Regions from separate parts of the Mus musculus genome. Here regions 1, 3 and 4 are each linked to region 2. A link is a contact called in public ChIA-PET data. All regions are on one chromosome and are shown on one strand. Each heading gives the region's core, a stretch centred on a gene start, on an enhancer-like site or on the middle of the called end of the contact. The rest is flanking DNA. Distances are from core to core; before and after follow the strand shown. Region 1 overlaps Zmiz1 (zinc finger, MIZ-type containing 1). Region 2 has its middle 13 kb from the start of Zcchc24. Region 3 overlaps Zmiz1 (zinc finger, MIZ-type containing 1). Region 4 overlaps Zmiz1 (zinc finger, MIZ-type containing 1).

The links. ChIA-PET counts read pairs in DNA pulled down with a chosen protein or histone mark.
Region 1: a contact with region 2 is called in an RNA polymerase II ChIA-PET map of memory CD8 T cells, with 13 read pairs. The contact joins two enhancer-like sites. A contact is called at or near these places in 3 of 115 datasets of contacts at active chromatin or transcription factors (effector CD8 T cells, memory CD8 T cells and pancreatic cancer cells).
Region 3: a contact with region 2 is called in an RNA polymerase II ChIA-PET map of memory CD8 T cells, with 7 read pairs. The contact joins two enhancer-like sites. A contact is called at or near these places in 3 of 115 datasets of contacts at active chromatin or transcription factors (CD8 T cells, embryonic stem cells and memory CD8 T cells).
Region 4: a contact with region 2 is called in an RNA polymerase II ChIA-PET map of memory CD8 T cells, with 24 read pairs. The contact joins two enhancer-like sites. A contact is called at or near these places in 1 of 484 Hi-C or Micro-C datasets (cardiomyocytes), 3 of 115 datasets of contacts at active chromatin or transcription factors (effector CD8 T cells, embryonic stem cells and memory CD8 T cells) and 1 of 9 other capture datasets (liver).

Annotation. Positions count from the first base shown.
Region 1 is chr14:25,526,102-25,531,513 of GRCm38.p6, reverse strand. All of the region lies in intron 2 of Zmiz1 (zinc finger, MIZ-type containing 1), which reads right to left. Among named protein-coding and RNA genes, the nearest start is that of Mir3075, 5.6 kb to the left of the region's middle. Within about 2 kb of position 4,008, at least 120 of the 459 cell types and tissues checked have an H3K27ac peak or open chromatin away from gene starts, as enhancers often do. A contact at or near this core is called in memory CD8 T cells, where this site is marked.
Region 2 is chr14:25,779,128-25,784,318 of GRCm38.p6, reverse strand. No RefSeq gene overlaps it. Among named protein-coding and RNA genes, the nearest start is that of Zcchc24, 13 kb to the right of the region's middle. Within about 2 kb of position 3,583, at least 67 of the 459 cell types and tissues checked have an H3K27ac peak or open chromatin away from gene starts, as enhancers often do. A contact at or near this core is called in CD8 T cells, effector CD8 T cells and memory CD8 T cells, where this site is marked.
Region 3 is chr14:25,626,876-25,632,355 of GRCm38.p6, reverse strand. All of the region lies in intron 6 of Zmiz1 (zinc finger, MIZ-type containing 1), which reads right to left. Among named protein-coding and RNA genes, the nearest start is that of Gm45915, 26 kb to the right of the region's middle. Within about 2 kb of position 3,500, at least 40 of the 459 cell types and tissues checked have an H3K27ac peak or open chromatin away from gene starts, as enhancers often do. A contact at or near this core is called in CD8 T cells and memory CD8 T cells, where this site is marked.
Region 4 is chr14:25,643,644-25,649,105 of GRCm38.p6, reverse strand. It overlaps Zmiz1 (zinc finger, MIZ-type containing 1), which reads right to left. Exons shown (of 24, transcript NM_001310666.1): 8 at 5,434-5,462; 9 at 4,233-4,450; 10 at 3,249-3,447; 11 at 2,099-2,371. Among named protein-coding and RNA genes, the nearest start is that of Gm52102, 15 kb to the left of the region's middle. Within about 2 kb of position 2,820, at least 74 of the 459 cell types and tissues checked have an H3K27ac peak or open chromatin away from gene starts, as enhancers often do. A contact at or near this core is called in effector CD8 T cells and memory CD8 T cells, where this site is marked.

The DNA.
Region 1 (5,412 bases), core at 2,759-5,258, 250 kb after region 2:
CCTCAGGGTATCCGGGGAAGGGGCAGCTATATGCATGAGACAGAGGCTCAGACTAATTCCATCCCTGCAACCCTGCCTTGCTGTGGTTTGAGTGACCCACCACCATCTTGTAGAGAACCTTCCTGGCCAGAAATTCCCTGCTCACCGTGAATATTGTTCCCAGGCCCAAGGGGGACCATTCTGCCCATTTACCTCTTTCTCAGAATATGTTCTGACCATGGGGCACACATATGGCTTACTGATCTTTGCCCACACTACCCTAGCTTCTGAATGTGGGGCTTGTCCAGAGAAAGGAAAGTCCTACCCAAGAGTAGGACAGACAGAGTAAATGAGAACCCTCAAGTTAGAGCTTGGGCCCAGGGTGAGGATTGATTTCCCTTTCCTGCCTTCTGCACCAGATCCCACCAAGAGCAAGAAGAGGGATGAAAGCCTCACCCGAAAGCCCCCAAGTGACACGGCCGACTCCCCTAAGCAGAAGAGACCCATGGCTCCAGTAGGTGGCTCCCCATACTGGGGGGAAGGGACAGGCCTGCCTCTCTCCAGTCCATCAAAGAATCACTTTTCCTTTGACCTGGCTCAGAACGCATGACAGCATCAAGTGACTAGACGGGGATTTCATCTCTGCCACTTCCTGAGCTATGTGATGCTGGGCAAGGAACCTCTTGGGGATTGCTTTCTCATCCATAAGAGGGTGGACCTTGAGAGCCTTCCTGGGCTGTAGCAGGGCATCATGGAATTCTGCCGCACGCAATGCTAAGAGATGCTTAGCGTGACATTTACTAAAGCTGTAATGGGTCCTGTTCAGTAGAAGGCCCCAGACACTAATCCCAGAACTAGAGGTCCAGGCCCTTCCACGGCTGCCCCAGGAGCATGTGCAGAATGTCTGTGTCAGGCTTGCTTGCTCCTGGAAGAAGGGCCACTTCCCTTTCCACTGTATCACCCACAGGCTCTAGGCAACCTCCACACACACACTGGGCAGGAGTTCCCTTTTGTGCAGGCCACTGCGATATACCTCAAGGATGCCACAGCTAGTTCTCCTTTCTAAGGGGCCGTGGTCTTGTTCAGAAGGGAACCTGGCCCAGGGTGGCCAAAATATGGGTCTTGGAACCAATGCAGGAACGTTTCACTTTCAATGCTATGGACCATAAAATAAATTTTTTATCTCTTGGCTTTGCTTGCCATCACTCTTCCCCACTGCTGACCTGGGGCTGCTCAGGAGCGGCACCTCCCCCTACCTCTGGGACCTTCAACATGCAGCATTTACCACCTGGTAGAAGCTCAGAGATCAGTGCCTTGGTCTGAACCTGCCATCTTACCCAGGAACACAGATGTATGGGGGAGGCCCAAGACCAGAGGCCGAGTCAGAATTGCAGAATTGTTCATTCTCTCTCTCTCTCTCTCTCTCTCTCTCTCTCTCTCTCTCTCTCTCGTGTGTGTATGTGTGTGTGTATTTGTGTGTGTGTGTGTGTATTTGTGTGTGTGTGTATTTGTGTGTGTGTGTGTGTATTTGTGTGTGTGTGTGTGTGTGTGTATTTGTGTGTGTGTGTGTGTGTGTGTGTGTATTTGTGTGTGTGTGTATTTGTGTGTGTGTGTAGCAGGGTAGGGAGCAACTAAAGAGCCAGAGAGTCAGTCTTGACCCACAAATAAACAGCTGGTCGTTCTTCAGTTCCTCATCTGGAGCCATCGATGGATTAAGGCCTGGATGAGTTGACTTCAAATGCACAAGAGGTACAAGAAGTAGGAGAAGCTCCAGCACTGGGCACTGTGTGTTCTCTATGACTTCCATGGCCACCCCCAAGCAGTCACATTCCCTACCAAGCAGGCATCCCTTAAGGACGCTGGCCACATGTGCCTAGAAGTAGCATCTGGAGCCCAGGTTTATAAACTCCAGACAAATGAAAGCCCCGTTTTTTTTAAAAAAGATTTATTTATTATTATATCGAAGTACACTGTAGCTGTCTTCAGATGCACCAGAAGAGGGCGTCAGATGTCATTACGGATGGTTGTGAGCCACCATGTGGTTGCTGGGATTTGAACTCAGGACCTTCGGAAAAGCAGTCGGTGCTCTTAACCACTGAGCCATCTCTCCAGCCCAAAAGCCCTGTTCTTGTTAAGGCCCTAATGTCACCCAGGCCTGGAGAGAATCCTGCCTCTCCTGTGGCCTCAGTCTGTATGGCCCTGAGCCTCAGTTTCCTCTGTGGTGTGACAAGGGGAGGGAAGGTATTACTGGAGTCCAGCCTTCTCTCCAGGGGTGGCCCATGAGTTTGTCAGAGGCAGCTGAAGGACTAAAGAAGAAAGGGTCTTTGCGCTTCACCCCACAGTTTGTCTCTAGGCACGTCACCAACTCAGCTTTCCCCACCCACACCTTGTTTGGTCAGTGCTGGAGTTTGTGTCCAGCCTTTCCCTTTCATCTTTTCCTAACCTGGTCCAGCTGCCTGCCATCCCCTGAAGTTTCCAGCTGGGAAGAGGGACGATGTTTACTCAGTGCCCAGGTGGCTGGACAAACTCTAGGAGGAGACTAACCCTCAGCAGGGAGCTGGGCAGAGAAGGGCAGTCCTGATCTGCTTCCCTGTGCATGGCCAGAGACTAGCTAGGCCTGCCTTCCTGGGCGCCCTAGGCCCAGCCCTGGAAGGTGCCAGCGTAGTTCAGCCTCTGCATCTTCCTGCACCAATTACGGATGTGATATCAGCTCATCCATCCCTGGGCCAGGGCACACCCATTACAGGTTGTCTCCCTGTCCTGGAGGGTCCTGTGATCGTTAGGAGCATGCCAGCCAGGCCTTCTTGTAGGCGTAAGCTGCCCTTCTCTACAGAAGCTGGGATCACCACCCCTCCCCGGCCCCACCACGTTCTTTCAGGGGGAGGCTCTCATCCTAGCAATCTGAAGACAGTGTCGGGGTGAGAAGCGCACCCTCACCTGCCCATTCATCCTTAGGACTGACAGAACACACACCCTGGGGGCTTGGAAGGCACGAGGATATTGCTTGAGGTGGGTAGTCTTTTCATGATGCTCTAGCACCTGATACTAGTCTTGCAGACACCCCAATTTTACGGTTTGAATATGTCCCCACTGTCTATGTGTTCATGGCTTGGAAGTGGGGCCCTCATGATGGCATTAGTGGTGTCACAGAAGAGCTCAGTCTGGCAATGGAGCACCCTCTACCTCATTGGGAAGCCCTCAGCAGATGCTAACACTATGTACTAGGACTCCTCAGCCTCCAGAAATATGGGTCAAAGAAACTCCTATTCCTTCTAAACTATCTGGTCTCAAGTAGTTTGTTATAGCAACAGAGACAGAGCAAAGCAAGGACTTAGCTGGATACAAAGAAGCAGCACTGGCTTCAGTGTTACAGGCCATGTTTGGATTAGAGACAGTGGGCTGACACATGGTGCTTACTGCCCCACTCCAGGCCTAGTCTAAAGATACTGTTTATACATATGCACCCACTGTAAACAAACTTATACCCCCACACTCAAAGCAATTCCATGAGGTGGGGACTGGCGTCCTCACTGCACAAATGAGGCAATATGGGCTCAGATACTGGAGGCCACTTGCTTAGGGTCAGAAAGTGACAGTATTGGACTCAGTACTAGATTTAGGCACTGTGAACTGAGTCCACAGGACTGTCATCCCAGGGCTCTTGGGGAGAGTAGAGAGGACAGCCACCAGAGGCTACCCCAACCATAAGTGGGCAGCCTGCTGCCCAAGGGTCTGCCTTTATTCATCTGAGTCCATTATCACTCAAAACTGTCTAGAGTCTCTCATGAGGTCAGGGCTGAGAGCTCTCAAGTGCCCATGGCCACTCCGTGCCACTGTGAATAGATCTCAGAGATCAAGGGCATCACACCAGGCTGGGGCTCCTGGGGCCTGGAGCAGAGCCTCCAGATTCTCTGACCTGAGTTGTTTTGAGCTTTTGGACACAGCATTGCACCATCCGGAGGAGCAGCCCACATATGTGGGTGAGAAAAAGCAGCCAGCAGGAGAAGCCAGCCCAGCATGCAGTCTGATGACACACAAGCTTAGCAATATTGACTCATAACCATCCATCCTGTGACTCCACCCACTACCAGTACTTCTGGGTTGTACCCAAAACTCAGTGTAACAGCCAGAGTGACTCCCACAAAGAACAGAGGGCCATGGCACTCTCTCTCTGTACTCTCTCTCTCTCTCTCTCTCTCTCTCTCTCTCTCTCTCTCTTTCTGTGTGTGTGTGTGTGTGTGTGTGTGTGTGTGTGTGTGTGTGTAACAACGGGATCCACCTAGGGGTGGGTGGGGCAGGGAGACAACCAGAGGAAGAAGTGAGGGGCATGGTGTCAGCCCTGGACAACCACTCCAGTCCACAAGAGACCAAGGTTGGCCTGGCCCTCTGGTTAACTTTGTCTCTTTGTGACTCAGGGGCCCTGCGTCCAGTGCACACTGCCAATTCCTCTTCCCAAGAACCCATGCCTGCCCAGTCTAAGGACGTCAGGGCACTGTGTCATCGTCCCTCTGCATGTCTGTTCCTGGGAAGGCTCTGGTCCCCTTGGTCGGACTTGTAGGGATCACCCAACAACACCAAGCAATGACAAAGGCTCTGTGAGGCCAGGTTGACAGAGTGGATCCTGAGACCGAGCGGCTTCCGTGTTGGAACTTCCCCTCTCTCTGTTCATTAACAGGTACATTAGTTCAAAGCACACCCCTCTATCTCCTTTAACCCTTCCAAGTCTTAACCCACATTCCTTGGAGTCCTGACCCACTCCCTGGAAGCCTTGGGAAGACACCCATATATACACTGAACTGGGCTGGTGCCAAGCAGCTTTGAAGAGGTTGTCTCAGGTATCTGCCAGGAGGGAGGAGGACCTTCTCATAGCACACACAAACACACACGTCTACATGCTCATGTATACACACACACACACACACACACACACACACACACACACACACACTTTTCAGATCCAATGACCTGACACCCCTGCCTATGAAACGCAAAGCTCAGACATGGTTCACCTGCTGGGCTGGAAGACGGACAGAGGGCCCTCCTCACCCTCAGGGATGTGTGAGGAGCTTGTGAGTGGTCACCCAAGTCCAGATGTTCTCACCAGTCACTAGCTCATCCTCTGCCAAGGGTTTTATTTCACTGACTGCTTATGCTAGGCAAAGTGTCTTCTTGTCCCTGGCTTTTTACAGATGATGCCCAGAATGGACACGTGACTTGCTTGCGGGGACCACCAAACTGGCAGCAGATCCTGAACAAAGAATCTGGAATCTGGGCCTCCGGCATACAGGCCTGCCCTGAGGTGTCTCCTGTGTGCCTGAAGTCAGTGGTTGTCTGAAGGAGCCCAGTCATGCATATGCAGGGTGAGAAGCCCCTACCCGTGGGACAGCGTGGCAGGAGGCAGAGCAGGTCAGGGTCAGGGCACGCCTTCCTTTC
Region 2 (5,191 bases), core at 2,334-4,833:
CTCCTAAGGGCTGGTATTTCAAATGTTCACTACCATACCTGGTTTATGAGGTCCCGTGTTAGAACCCCAGGTAAGGATCCTGTAGACTAAGCTGTGTGTGTGTGTGTTAATATGCATACACATGTATGATGGTGCTCTCATGCGTGCGCATGTAGAGGTCAGAGGTCAATGCCAGGTGTCTTCTTCTCTCACCATTTTACTTTTTAATTGTTAGAGTCCATGGTTGGTTGATTGATTGTGCGGTGTGTGTGTACCTGGTGCGTGTGTGTGTGTAGAGGTCAGAGGTCAATATGCTGCGGGTGATGGTTATTTCTTCCATCATATAGGTCCTCTGGGTCGAACTCAGGTCATCAGACTTGGCAGCAGGTACCTTGACCTGCTGAGCAATCTCTCCAGCCCTTTACTTGATTTTCTGAGACAGTGTCTCTCAGTGAACTTTCTCAGCTAGACTGGCTGGCCCGAAGGGGCCCCAGGGTTTTCCTGTCTCTCCTGCTCCGACTTTGGAGTTTTGGGCACAGATACCATACCCAGCTTTTCTGTGAATGTAGGGATCCCAGTTGATGTCCGAATACTTGCTCTGCGGGGCCATCTTCTCAGCTCCTAGGCTGGTTTTTGTTAAAGACTGAAAGTGTTGTTCGTCTATTGCAGAACAAGCTCCTCTTGAGGTCTGTGAACTGTGGAATATTTCCCTTGTCCTGTGGGCTGGGCTCTCACTGCCTTGTTAATGGCCTTCAGAACACAAAAGATTCTCGGGTCTCCTGAAGTCCTGCTTTCCTACTGGGTCTCCTGAAGTCCCGCTTTCCTACTGGGTGGCCACATGAGCCTTTGGTGTCAAATCCAGGACGTGAATTGATTTTCCTCTGTCCAGATCCTTTCCATCTGTCGAGTTCCAGATTCCTCCTCGTGTTTGCAAGCTTGCCTCTAGTGCTGGCATCTTGAACAACTTTATCTGTCTCAGATAGCAAATTCCCCCAGGGGCAGTGACCAACCCTGAAAAAAAATCAATCTAACGTTATGCAATCAATTAAAGCTTTTAATGGTGACTGTTGATGACGACCAAGGATCATTAAGATCCCTGGGTCTGCTTCACACTGGAGAATAAATCCATTTTACTTTCACAGACGATAACCCTGAAAAAGGGAACGTCAGTACAGTAGAGGGGGGTGTCAAAGACACTGTCCTACTTGAAACAAGATCACCATTCATCCTGGCTTCCTATCAAGCTCAGGGCAATGCATTTGTTAGGGCGTGGGATCCTGCTCCAAGAGAAAAAGATAAAGGAAATGTGGCACTTGCACTAGGTGCCCAGTGCTTTGAACCCAGGCTCAGGAGGTAGAGTAGTCACTCAGGAGGACTCTGCTTAGCCCCTGGCCCCAGACAGGAAATTAGAACCTATCCCTATAGGAAGCTTGTTGCTGGAGGGTATTTCCAGATCACTGAAGAGCTTTTTCCAGGGCACAGGGCCCCAGAGCATACCAACTTCAGATTCCAGACCTTCCACCCTGAGAGGCTCACTGTGCGTCTGCATCTGGATAGTATTTCATAGCAAACTCAGCCCTGGTCTTTGCCTAGGCCAGCGTACCTGCATGAGTCTGAGGTAGAGTCCAAGCCTATCGTGTTGGATTGCCACTTAACTGAGGTGATGCAGAGAAAAAAAAAGTCTTATGCAACCGAGGTGACTGCAGCATTGTGGTGTGAGCACAGGAGGCAAGATGCATGCAGCAGCCAGGTGCTCCAGAGAAACAGCTGACAGGGCAGAAACCAAATGCAGACAGAGGAGGAGGGATAGGTAGTGCTCACCATTCTGGAGGCTGAGAAGTCACACGGCATGCCAGCAAGCCCAGGATGCCTCATGCTGCCTGAGACTCCACAGCTCTGCTTTGTCTTAATGCCATCATCTCTGCTTTAGGGACACAGCCAAATGGCCCCTATGTACCACCCAGCCACGAAGCAGCTCTTCTCTGCAAGCCCTGGCACCTCTTGCCTGGATGTGGGCAGTGGTCACTGCCCAGTGTGTATCCTTCCCTTGCCGGCTTTTAGGCTTGTTCAGATGGTGCCACTTCACTCAGGACCCACGGGGATCCCTCCAACCCACTCACAATGGGAGCTCCCATCTTTGCAGGGCCCCGTGAAGCTCTGCAATTCTCTCTCTCTCTCTCTCTCTCTCTCTCTCTCTCTCTCTCTCTCTCCCTCCCTCCCTCCCTCCCTTCCTCCCTCCTGTCCCCTACCCTTCACTGGCCTCCATGTCCCCTGGGTTCCTTGGCTCTTCTTTATGTTCCCTGGACATTTGAGACACGGTTCCACCTTGCAACCTTTGGCTTTCTGATTTCTGGCCATGGACCATCTTCCTCCTAATATTTCCAAACTGCGCCTTTCTTCACCTTTTTATTCAAGTCTTCATTTGTCAATTCTCAGAGAGGCTATTTCCAATGGCTTCATTAAAGCAATTCTTTTTTTTTTTTTTTTTTTTTTTTTGGTTTTTCGAGCAGGGTTTCTCTGTGTAGCCCTGGCTGTCCTGTAGACCAGGCTGGTCTCGAACTCAGAAATCTGTCTGTCTCTGCCTCCCAAGTGCTGGGATTAAAGGTGTGTGTCACCACTGCCTGGCTCATTAAAGCAATTCTTGACTTGACTTTTTCTTTTAGTTTGAGACAGTGATTCCTTATGTAGCCCAGGTAGGCCTTGCTTTTATTTTATTTTATTTTATTTTATTTTATTTTATTTCATTTTATTTTATTTTATTTCATTTCATTTCATTTCATTTCATTTTATTATTTTGAGAAAGGTTTTCTCTGTGTAGCCTTGGCTTCCAGGAGCTCACTCTGTAGACCAGGCTCTGAACTCAGAGATCTGCCTGCCTCTGCCTCTGCATCCTGAGTGCTGGGATTAAGCGTGTGTGCCATCACTCCTGGTTTGGGCCTTAAATTTGTGATCCACCTGCCTCAGACTCCCAAGAAGCTAAGATCAAGGCTCTTCTTCTTCCTCCCCTCCCCCCCTCCTCCTTTTCTTCCCTTGGAGACACGGTTTCAGGTGCCACAGGCTTGCCTCAAGCTCACTATGCTGCTGAGGATGACCTGGAACTGCTTATCCTTCTGTCTTCCTCAAGTGTTACAGGCCTGTACCACGGTGCCTGGATTCTGGAGGTTGAGTCGAGGGCTTTATGGATGCTGGCCCAGGATCCCACCAGCTAAGCTGTAGGCTCAACCCCCCCACCTGGACTTTTCTATCCCACTTTCTTGCTTTGCTACTCTTGATTTTTCTTAATCTAATCTCTCTTCTTTATCCTTTGATACGTTCATACATGCAATCAAGGAATGCCAATCATATCCATCCCAGCCCCTCCCCTCCCCGTACTCTGAACATGTCCCCCTCCCGGCTTCATGGCTCTTATTTTTGTTTTTAAATGACACACCAAATTCATTTCTCCTTTTTGCTTTCTTTTTTAACAGCACACGGAGGTCAGTCAGGGCTGCCTGTCAGAACGTTGACTAATCTTGTTGGCTTGATCTCGGTGGGTAGCCATAGCAGCGGTAAGCTCATGTGTGTAATGACTAGATCATGTCCGGAAGACAGCATTTTACAGCTCTTACACACTCTCCCCCCTCTCTTCCCCGCTGCTTCCTGGGTCTTGGGGGCAGGGTTGGTAGAGAGGTCCCATTTAGCGCTGAAAGCACGCAATAGTCACTGCTTTTAGCACTTTGGCCACTTATGGCTCTCTGCGCTTGTTGCTGATCACGGAAGAGAGAAGGTATTTTTGGTTTGAGGTTGAGTGTAACTTTAATTTTTTTCCAAATCCTACTTTTAATGATGGCTCTTAAACACTTCAACCTTCCTTTCAGCTCACCACCCACCAGAGGAGTGGAGAAAAAAGGGTACAGGGATAGTGACCTGTTTTGAAAGGGATCTTTGGAGCAAATCCCATCTGCATTGTCAGGAAATCAACAGTTCAGTTCACAGGAGTCATCACTGGCAGATCCATCCACTCACAAACACTTTATCCAGTTCAGTAGAGCCAGGCTAGCAGCAGTGGTGGCATTACCTAGCAGAACAGCAGGCTTCCGCCTCGGCACAAGTCAGCAGGAGGGACCAGGGCCAACAGGAATGCCAGGAAAAGTTCTCAGCTGTGCCTCTCTCAGCGAAGAGATGATCAGGAAGGCCTGAGATCCACAAGCGTCGCACAGCTAGCTCTATAAGCAAGCCAAGCTCAGTCCCTGTCACTGTCTGTTGGGTCCTTTCTATACACCTCCAAACATCACATGTTCTCCACGGGTCTGGCCTCAGCACGTGGGTCTCTCTTAGCTGACATCACTCTGCCAATCAGCCTGAGACCTTGGAAGCAGCAAGAAACTGCAGCACACCACCAGAAGGTTTTTGGTGCATTCCAATACATTCATGTCATTAGCAAAGAACCCTTCACCACATGTCCTTCCTTCCTTCCTTCCTTCCTTCCTTCCTTCCTTCCTTCCTTCCTTTCTTTCTTTTTTTTTTTTTTTTTTTCGAGACAGGGTTTCTCTGTGTAGCCCTGGCTGTCCTGGAACTCACTCTGTAGACCAGGCTGGCCTTGAACTTAGAAATCCACCTGCCTCTGCCTCCCGAGTGCTGGGATTAAAGGCGAGCGCCACCATGCCCGGCCACATGTCGTTTCACGTGCTTGCTTTAGCAGAACATCCTTTCACCTGTGTCTGCCCCAGCAAAACCCCATCCAACACAACTGACTTTACAAAGACATTTAAGTTTCCACTTTAGTTGAGGCCAGCACTATCTATCTATCTATCTATCTATCTATCTATCTATCTATCTATCTATCTATCTATCTATCATCTATCCCTTCCTATGTATGTATGTATGTATGTATGTATGTATGTATCAATCATTTATCTTTCTATCTATCCATTCATATCTATTTACCTATCCACCTCTACCTACCAATCTATCTATCTATGCATCCATCCATATACCCATCCATCCGTCGATATTTAACAACACAACCACATAGCAAGGTAACAGTTGTAGGTATTACCTTGGACCTATGACTGTCCTAGCCATAGGCATGTGGCCATGTTTATGGTACCAGGTATGAGTTCCTTCCTATGGCTCAGGTCTCACTTGGAATTAAAACCAATTACCACTATTGCATCAAAGGGTACAGCTTTCCTGACAGGTTCATAATGGAAGATGCAGGGTAATATTATTG
Region 3 (5,480 bases), core at 2,251-4,750, 150 kb after region 2:
GAGTGTAGAGCTTCCTGCACTAGATAGGATGCCCTGTATAAGCCAGCAAGCAAGGAGGCAACTCTGTGCACTGTGCACACTCCTCTGGCAGTATTCAGGGGTCAGCTGTATTCAGGGTAAGGGACAATCACAGATCCAAACAGTTCCACCTGACTTCCACGCAACTGTTAGCTAAGCACTCACGTGCTCTCTCTGAACCTTTATCTGTTGATGAGTATGACCCTGATGCCTGCTCTTCAGGATATAAGGTGCTTAAAACAGTAGCTTGTAGGTAGAGGGGTCTATGTAGCATTGTGGCCCCAGAAACCTATCACTCACCATGTGAGCAGTGGGAGACAACACCCTGAGAAACTAGACCACCACTAGGTGACACCTAAACAAGGTCCCAGGGCAGCTGTGAGGGTGGTCTGAGTCAGCACTCTGAAGTACAGGAAGACTGCGGACCCATGGTACGCTCATCAGATGATGAGCATCAGCCCCCAGAGTTGACAGAGCTACAATAAGGAAGGCTCTGAGGCCTTGCTGTGTCTGTCTACTTCTGATCTCTGAGCAGAGTGCAGAGCCAATGTCCTGGGTGGGTATGGGCTCCAGACACACATGGGAGACCTGTGGGTAGACGGAGGCCTCGGGGCAGATGATGACGCCACCTGCTCACTCAGTACAGGCTCTGCATTCCGCCCTGTCCCTCCCTTCTTGCCCGAGCTGCCAAGGGGCAGAGGAAGGACAGCCAGTGTCCTACTGTGAGACAGGAAGAGAAGGGCCATTTCCTATCCAGGTGAAGCTGTGCCTCTTCAGCGGTTGCCCCAGAAAGACAGTTTGCTCTCCTGTGTCTCTGAGGACATAGCTAGGATCCTCTGTACCAGTGGTACTGGGGAGAGCAGTAAGCACGGCATGCCCATGACTACTGAAAACTAAAGCATACAGGAAAGACACACGGACTGGTGACTGACTGGGTCCCAGGAAGTGGGTCTGAGGGGATATAGAAGAGCCAGGTTCCCCACATCTACCTCTTCAAGATCTTTCTAGCAACTACTCTCACAAACAGGTACTATCACAATGTCCTTTAGGGCAAGGAGGGGAACAACGGGAGAGGCCCCGAAGACTGGAATGCAGAGCCCTAGGCACCGAGCTCGTGACCGACCCTAGGTGTGCCTCCCCTAGGGGCAGGGACAGGCCCTGAATCTGCTTCTTTTTCTGCACCTCCCAGAGGAGATCAGAGGAGGCAGAAGCAGCAAGGCTCTAATTTGGGGAACCACCTGGACACCTGGCGTTGTTCGGAACTTCAGAGATCAGCTTTTGGGGGCCAATGAGGATAGGATCCAGTTGGGGTACAGGGGAACAGAGGCTGGATCTCAGCATCTAAGACAGTGAGTACACAGGGTCATAGGAAAGGTTGAACCTCACTAGTCTGGGTTGGGCTTGAGCTTGAAAAGGAGCAAATAAACCAGAGGGAGCCAGATCTCTGGGCAGCTTGGCAAGGTTTAGATACAGGCCCAGGCTGCTCAGTGCTTTAAGATCCAGGAACTGGGAAGGACCAGATGCAGGGAGGAGCCTGAGGAGCAGTCTGGAGAGCAGGGAGGTAAGAGACAAACAGAGGCTTTGTCCACCCTGCTGCCAGCAGGGAATGCACAGTGAGACAAGGAGACTCTGAGGAGCACAAAACATTTCCATGGCTAGAAGGCACCAGGGGAGAAGGTTGTGTGTGTGGAGGGGGCAGTAGAGATAGGAGGGGTGGCTTCTGAGTCCCTCAGGCCACCAAGGATGGACTCTGAAGTAGCCAGGAAGAGACCGTCAAGAGACAAGGGATTCCTCCTTCACACATCCTAGGAAGGAAAGAATGCAAGGAAGGGCCATTCCTCCAATAAATAGCTCAGTCACGCATTTCAGGTGCACAGGGGACGATGACACAGCAGCAGGATGAGTTAGGCACTTCCTGGTGAGTCAGAAAGCTACCAACATGGCCACTCTAGTCCCCCGAGCACACCTACCTATCTCAAGAATATGTACCAACATGGTGTGTTGATCGTCTCAGCAGCCTGCTCTCCTTACACCTTCTCTACTACAAGCTCTGCAATGCATCAGAGCAGGCCCACCCATCATGTGCCTGTCTCCCAACGTGTCTGTCACCAACCCACCCTGCTTTGGATAGACAGGATAAGCTGAATGGAAGCAAATGGGGCCAGGAGACAGGCTACCCAGGGGTTAGACATGAGACTGGAGCGGCCCCTTGCATAGTCCTAGCACTTGGCATAGCATTTAGTAAGAACTACGCAGCCAACACATGACTAACAGGTTGCAGTGCGGCACAGACAGAAATAGCTCGGTACATGAGAGTATGGGAGACGGTCAGTCATCAAGCACTCCATCTGAAAGCCAGGCTGTAGAGCTGGTGCAAGGCCCCTCCCGGACTGCAAGCCAGTCTCCATGGCACTGTCACCAGATAAAACCTATCACAGAGTCCACTGACACATTTCATGCCATGCATAGCCACGGACGGCTAATGAGACTTTATAAATATAAGCCTCTTACAGAAACAACAGCGTAGGTGACTTAAGGACAGCTGCCACCTTCATGTCATCTGTCCTGGCACCAGTGCTGATGGTGTCTGTACATCCACTATGTGGTACCCACAGAGGAAAGGCCACCTCTTATCCCTCTAGGTGGGGCCAGATCACACTCTCACCTTCTCCTCTTTCATCTCCCAAGCACAAAGTCTTGGTCCCAAAACCAGGTGGCTGGGAGTCTCTAGCCTGGGCTGGCCACTCTAGAACGTATCAGGGATTCACAGGCCTCGGCTCACCCCTTCATTCTGCGTGTGAAATGGTGAGACAGCAAAACTCCTCTTGTTTACAGACAAGGATCTGAGGATTCTCGAGGCAATAGACCAGGCTTAACTGTGGAAGCTCACAGGAGAAGCATCAGGCTTCCTCCCTCCTGAGGTCAACATTAAACAAATTCAGATTCTGGCAAGTGGAGTATCCTGCAGGATAAATTCACTGGTTTTCCCTGTTGCCTTCCTCTGAAGGCCTTCCAAGGCTGAGACATCTGACAAACAGAAAACGAACCTGGTCCCTTGTGGGTCTGTCTTTCCCACACTCTAGGAGAATCACATAAACATACACAGATGCTCAAAGCTGTCCACTTGGCACCTTTATGTTTGATACTCCCTGGGGTGGGCAGTGCCATCTCTGGCACCCAACAGTGGCCACATCCAGTGCTTCTCTACAAGGCTGACCTCCGACCCACGTTTCACCTTGATCTCTACCTACTCCCGCCTCATCTCTTGTGCCAGCCTATTGAGGCTCACCCTCTGTAGGGGCACTGAGCACAGGGCCTGTCCACACAGACCATCTCTGAAAGGCTCTTGGCATTTACCCTATTGTGCCCTGAAGGGCGTGGGAGGGCACCAGGAGCCAGGCCTCCTGCTCTCATGGCATGGCTCCCTTGTAAGAGTCAGTAGGTTGGACTTGTGTCCTGAGGAACTGAAATGTCTGCAGAGCTGTCTCTTGGCTTCCTTCCTGCTGGCCTCTGTAGGGGGGCCCCAGCAATGGAGGAATGGTCCCACTCTCTGCCTTGGGAGGAACCCACAAAGGAACCCCGTGACCATGAAGGAGATTCTAGTCTTGGGCTGGGGCAGGTAGCTCTGAGTCACTGATCCGGTAAAGCAGCCTTAGGCTCTGCAGGCACATTTGTCTACAGGAAGGGTGGCCATTCTGACCCTACTCACCCTGCTGCAGTGGATGGGGAAGATCTGCCAGCCACCACGCTTCCTTCCCCCACCCCCTCCCCAGCTACTTCACACTCTCAGTTTGACTCCCATGCCTTGAGGTCTGCCCAAGAGCTATACTGTATTGGAGGAAGGGGGCAAGGGGTGTGGGTGGATTCAGAAGATCAGGACAATGACCCTGCCACTGGTACCTAGGACTTCCCTTTTATGTCCCTCATCTGGGACATCAAACCCATCACTAGGAGACACTGAAGTACCATCCTAGTTTCTCATCTGAGCTGAGCTCAATACCTGTGTGGCCAAGAGTGGCTTTTGTCCCTTTCTAAGTTCAGGAGGGTGTGTGGGTAGGTGGGAAGAACTTGGCAGCCTTAGCAACAGGGGGTCAGGACTTCTTGGTGGTCACAGGGAGCTGGACTTTGGTGGTGCTGACAAAAGCCCCTGGTTTTCTGTGGAGGAAGTACTCCTGAGGAATTGCCACACTCTTGCCAGGCCTTTCTCAGTAAGGTGTTGGCCTAAGCTTCTGGTTTTCCCAGATCACTCTCACCTTCTGTTCCCTGCTTTGCCAGCCCCGGCACTGTGTGGTGTGAGAGGCAAGATGGCAGAAGCTGCCTGCTGACACACTGGCTGGGAACCCTTCCATTTATCCCTCATTCTTATAGAAGCTTAGGCCCCACAGGCCAGGACTGGTCAGGTCTGGTCCCCTAACTGCTCCTCAGGCTGGGACAGTGTGTGCTTAAAGAATCCTATGGAGTGACCCAGCCTGGAGTAGCTTCAGGCTACTCCTCCCACCTCCACCCCTGCCTCTAGAACACTCCCTCTTCCCAAGGGCTCTATGGGTGACAGAAGCTGGAGTCTCTAGGTGTGTGAACACACCCTGGGAACTGAACTCTGAGGAACCTTAGAGCCTGCAAGGCTGATTCCCAAACCGGTTTGGCTGTTCCTTGCCTTGTGGAGGCTGTCCGGGGCTGAGCAAGAGGAGACTCAAGAAGATTCCTGAAGAGTTGAGCCTCTGGGGGCCTCAGAAGAACCCAGTCTGAAAAGTTCCCTGCACATTTCCCATTACCATCAGGTCAGCCTATATAGTTCAGGCTCAGATGCTAAGACTGCAGTGCCAAGTCAGGGGAGAATGTTCATCAGGAAGAGAATGTCCTACCCTTAGGATGGTTTCATCTCTACAAAGTGTCCTCTCAAAGTACTGTGGACCCGAGGACGGGCTTGGGAAGTGAGCTGGCAATCTGGCTCAGTTCATCTGACAGAGAGCCACTTCTGGAGATGTCCCTCTTGAAGTAGTGGCTCCCTGGTCCTCCCACAGATCCTCCTGCGGGTGGACAGCTACAGCTGCTATCCAGGAGAAGTCAGGAGCCTGACTCAGGCCACTGCTCAGTGTGTGGCAGGTCGTGACCTTTGTCTTCTTAGGCTTTAGGGATGGCCATTTGCTGGCTAGGGATTGCAGACCATTACAGTAGGAGACGAAAGAGCTTTATGAACAAAGCATGGGGGACCAGTGAGAAGGCTCAGTGGGTGATCGTGCTTGGTGCCAAGCTAAAGTCTACTCAACCTTGAGTTCAAATCCCAGGACCCAAATGGTGGGAGGAGAGAAATGGTTCCCACAAGCTGTCCTTTGATCTCCACACACAAACATAGAAACGTAAAAAATAAAACACAAATGACAACAGGCCTTTAGTCCCAACTCTCAGGAGGCAGTGGCAGAAGCAGGCCAGTTTCTCTTGAGTTTGAGGCCAGCTTGGTCCAC
Region 4 (5,462 bases), core at 1,571-4,070, 130 kb after region 2:
ATGTCAGGGAGATGCAGGTCACAGAATTTGTTACCAAGAGCTGACAAGCCATGCAGTGAGGCTGATCTGGATAGCACTGTCCCTACATCCTATACAGAGCAAACATCTATCTAGTGCTCCATTCTTAGCAGCGTCAACTATACAGCTGTGGGAGAACTAGCCAATGAGGAGTGGGGAGCACGAGAGCCCCTCCTAGAGAAGTCACTGAGGAAGGAGACAGTGCCACCTCCTTCCATCTTCCCTAGCTGGAACAGTGGATGATCTAGGGCTTCCTGTCACCTAGGTACCCAGAACATGGTGTCCCAGAGTCAATGGTTCTTTGATGTCTATTCAAGAATATTCCCTGTCAGAGAGTCTCATCCTCTAGGCTTAAATCTAGTTGGTGAGAGTGCGCCAAGTGCCTGAGAGTGCTCATCAGAGTGGACTGTGCTCAGGAACTTTCAATGACTGTACGGTGGGGGGACATCTGCTACTCTGGGCCACAGCGAGTTCTCACGGTGGTGTGAAGTGGCTGGTACCTGCATGTTCACCAGGCTACAGGAGTGTGGTAGGGGACCAGACAACATGATTGAAGCCTGAATTAAGGATGTACCTTTTTTGTTGTTTTGTTTTGTTGACACAAGATTTCTCTGTGTAGCTCTGGTTATCTCAGAACTTGCTCGGTAGACCAGGCTAGCCTAGAACTCATAGATCTGTTTGCCTCTGCCTCCCAAGTACTGAGATTAAAGGCATATACCACCAATGCCTGGCTAGGTTGTACCACTTCTAACATAGGATGAACATACTGCCATGAGGTAGAAGCCAGAGCTCCCAGCATCTTATAACCTGGACCAGCTGGGAAGCAGCAATGCTCTGGGGAGAACTCCTTTAGTAAAAGCAGAGGGCTTGGCTTCAATGTAGGGCTTTCAATATGCAATTCTTCTGCGGCCTCATCTCAGGTGAGCAGCCTGAAGCTCAGACATGCATGCCCAGTGCAGCCAACTATCTCTCAGGAGGTTGAGGGTAGAGGGTGTTTAGTGACTGTGTTCTGGGAGTGAAGCCATCAGCTTAAGGCCCCAAACCAAGGACAGGCAGGGCTGGGAGGAGCCTAAAGGCCTTTGAGTTTCTCTCCCTAGTGCCCACTAGGTCGAGGCTCAGGTCTTGAGTTGGCCTCCTGGGTGTACAGGAAGCCTAATCACTATAGCCTATTCCTGAGTCTCAGGCTTAGGGCACCTATACCAATTATGACATCATCCAACCTCTGTGAGAGTGGCGGCTGAAGGGACCTGTGGGGACAGAGAGCTTATGCTTTCGTGGGATAGAAATCTGCTTCAGCTCAAGTTGAAGGCCACAGTCTTGACCAGCCAGAAGGACATGATCTGAGAAGATGAAGAGCTGAGGTGCCATGCCCAGGAAGGGGCATCATGGTGTGCCAAAGACAAACTTCACTGGAGCGAGGGGGGCGCATCAGCTGGGCACGGATCTTGGTCTCAGTTGTATTCTGAGTGTCACTGAGACCTGGTGACTTCCCTTTTCCCCTGACCTTCCACGGTGCTTGGGACCGTCTGCTGGGATGGTTTCCTCTGGCACCTCTGCTAGGAGACCCCAGAGAAGGCACTATCCCCAGGAGAGCAATATGATGGAAGTAAGCCCTAGGGATACTGTGTGCCATCCGATGGCCTCCCTGACACACAGCCTGTACTAGTGTACTAGTGGCAGCCCTCACTCTCTAGGTGGCTCCCTGCACTGAGGTCCTCATCCAGGGTCATCCATTAGTATCTGAGTATGGACAGGGTTAAGTGGTCTCCATGGTTTCTGCTTCTACACTTGCCTGCTCTAGGCAGGGTATTTTACAATGTCACGGCCCCCTGTCCTCTGGGCATTCTAAGGGCCAGTGTGGATTGTGAATACCATTGATTTAAAGTCATACACACTCAGGTGTAGTGACTTGTTTGGTGTTTTCCACAACAGAGATGATATTAGTCAGGGGCTAAGCCTCCAAAGCCCTTTAGTTCAAGTTCTCTAAGTGGCCTAACTGTGCCTTTTCCAAGGTCCCTGGGTCCATGGTCCCTCTGTCAATGTTCCTTCTCCTCCCATCCCCCATCATAGTCACACTTACCTCTCCCGGGTATGGCCTCTTTATGCTCTGAATAGGAAGGGACTGGGGCCGGGGGCCTGGGTAGGTCTGCTGGGGCATCCTTTGCCCGTGTGTGCCAAAGGGGCTGATGCCGGGTGGTCGGGGCTGGTTCATGCCCATGGGAGGGCCGCTCATGCCCGAGGGTGTCATGCCAGCTGCCATGCCGGCAGGGTTCAGGCTGCCCCCCATGGAGGCAGGCCCCCGAGGCCCGGGTTGGTTCATGAATTGGCTGTTATACGCCTGGGTGGGACCCATCTGGAAAGAGGAACACACCTTCAATGGGAGAAGAAGAAAAAAAAAAGAATAAAATGCCACATGCATTGAAAGTGCAGGGAAGGAAGGTAGGGGGCTAAAGGGGGAGCAGCACTTTCCCACAGGGCTGCAGTTAAGAGCCAGGAGCTCTTAAAGGACCCAGTCCTCCAGGGCTCACTACTGCCCTCTGCAGGTCTCATGGGAAAATGCAGCTGGTGGGTTTGGGTAGGGCAGGGAGCAGTCACTCCAAGGCACAGGCAGCATTCCCAGGGAGGCAGGCAGGGGACATGGAAGTGGGTAGGGATGGGAGGGACACAGGGAGGACACAGGAAGAGGAGGCGGATGAGGATGGAGGCTGAAGCCCTTTCCTGAAAGCCCTGGCCTTGCCCTTGGTCAGTAGCCAATGGAGACACACCCTCCATACACTAAGTGTGATTTACCCAGCCCACTTCCTCCTGCTCACCCTGCACCCTTCCTTCATGTTTCTGCCTTGCAGGGTTATGGGGTTCCCCTTTTCACACCCCACCCCATCCTTTTGAAGGTCAGAGGATCTACGATGAGGCCTGGGTAAAATCCACAGATGGGACAATAGTGGCCTCAGAGGTGATTAGGGACAAGCTAGTCACAAAGCCATTTTAGGCACACAACCTACTGTCTGATAAGCAGGAACTCCGAAACCAATAGGGTACCTCTTCCCCCATATGCACTGGGAGCTACCAGCCCAGAGAGCATAGCATACCCCCAAACCCCACCACACCCAACCATTTTACCATACCCACACACAACACTCTTTTAAGGGGCTTCCAAGGATACCCGTGGCATTAACGCTCAAGATTTCCCCAGCCTGGGTGAGGCCAGGCCAGCGGGCAGGAACCCTTACCGGTCCATACTGGTTTATATCCTTGTTCTGTGTCTCTTGCAAGGCTGCCACTGTAGCTGTGGCTGTGGCTGTGGCTGTGGCAGCGGCGGCTGCTACTGCAGCTGCTGCAGCAGCGGCCGCTGGCTGGGTGAAGTCAGCAGGAGGCCGAGTATGTGGAGGGATGCCCATGCCTGCTGGGGCACTAGGACCCCCAGGGTAACTGTGGAGGAGAAGCAGGGAGCAGTCAGAGAGAACTCATTAGCTGACTCTGGGATGTACCCAGTACCAGGAGGAAGGCTACAGGATTATACGCATGAATTCCAGACACCTAGCTTGTGGGTGTGAGGCCCAGCAGCGGACCTGGGACTTCTGAGATTGGTGGCTATTCTTGCTACTAGTGATGACAAGGCCACTCCTTTTTGAATCTTTGCTGGGGCTAGGACATTTCCATAGCTTCTCTGCTTTTCCTTGGTCACCACAGACTACCTTCTAAGCAAACATTGACCTGAGAATTGTATGGTGCTGTGTGCTGTAGATGTGGATTGAGGTGTGTGAGACTCCTGTTTTGAACTGCGAGGCTAGAAACCCAGCAACTTTGCCTCGAGAGCTAGGCGGAGTGTGCTCAAGGTGGCTTGGGCTGCTTCTGTCCCTTCTTCACTGTGATCTGAGGTTGGGGACTCTAGCCTCCATTTCTTCTTCATTCAGGTCAGTGAGCTTTCTAAGGAGTTTTGGACAGATGGAGCTCACTGCCACTGCTCTCCAATCCTGCCTGCTCACCCCACTGTCTTAGCATAAAGGTACATGGCTGAGAAGGAACTGAGGAAGTATCCCCTCTACCCCTGGGAGGTTGATGCCAATCTGCTAAGACACATGGCAGAACTGTCCTCATATCCTAGACCAGGCTATGTGGAACTGGCATTCAAATAAGAGTCCTTCCTGGATGTAGGTAGGAAGGCAGGGCTAACACGCTGCCGTAGAAGGGCACCATCCAGGTTGGTCACTCACCTGGCCCCAAAGCCCCCGCTACCAGGGTAGCCAGGTCGGCCGTACATGTTGGGCTGGATATAGGGCTGTGCAGGGCCAGCTTTGGTGGAGAACTGTTGCTGTTGCCCTGCGAACTGTGGGGAGTTGATGCCGGGGTTGCTGGTGCTCATGCCTGATGCCATGGGGTTGCCACCTGGATTCATAGGGTTGTTGGCATTGGCCATAGGGTTCCCGAGGACCTGCAAACAGAGAGAAAGAGAGAGAGAGAGGGGGGGGGGGAGAGAGAGAGAGAGAGACTGTCATTAAGGTCGGTACCTGAGGCAGCGTGGAGAAAGAGAAGACAAAGACTGAAACATGGCAGGGAAGACACAGCAGAGGAGCATGGGAGTGGCTTGAAGAGTCCCCAGAACACGTAAGGGATCAAAGGGAGTGGGCTGAGAATGTCAGCCAGGAAGGAGTGAGGCCAAGGCTCACAAAGCCAGCCCAAGTGGTCCCCATGGCTGCAGAGATAGATCTGAGGCAAGCGAAGTCTTTGGCAAACATTAGCCTACTCGGTCCCAACTCTACAATAGGGCTTGGTGGACGCCCTGGGCTGCTGCTCTAAAAAAGACACCTCTGTGTCTTTGGCCCAGATGTTGTCTGTGGATGAAGACCCAGGGAAGCATGACAGCTCCCCCCCAGGATGGCCTGGCCTAGGTCCGGCAGAGGGGGGCCCTCTGTTAGGAAGGAGGTGAGGAGAGAGAAAAGAAGAGGAAACAAGAATAGCATGTCTGGGAAGACAGCTGGGCTTGTCAGGCTAAGGCACCCTTTACTGAGAGGTGACATCTTAGGAAAACCTAATCCAGACCATTCAGGGCCAAAGGTTTCCAGCTTAGAACCCTGAGGTCAGTAACGCCCAGTAACGCTCTTGTTTGCACAACTGGAGGGAACAAGGTCTCAGAACAGTACTCATGGCCTTGTCACATAAACACCCTTCCTCTTCTATCCCAGAAGGCCCTACAATGGGGGATGATCCTCAGGGACCCAGCTGTGTCCCTACTGAGACAGCTGTGTACCCTTTCCGGAGTGATGCTGTCTGCAGCTGGATATGTCCTGAGACTGTCTTCAGTGAGGAGAGTGTCACGGCACGGTTCTCTGGAGAACCCCCCTCCCCACTCTTGGGAGGAATAAGAGACACTTGTGCCTAGGAGGGACCATGGTAGAGGATGGGACAAGTTCTTACCTGACTCTGGGATGTGTTGGTCACTCCCC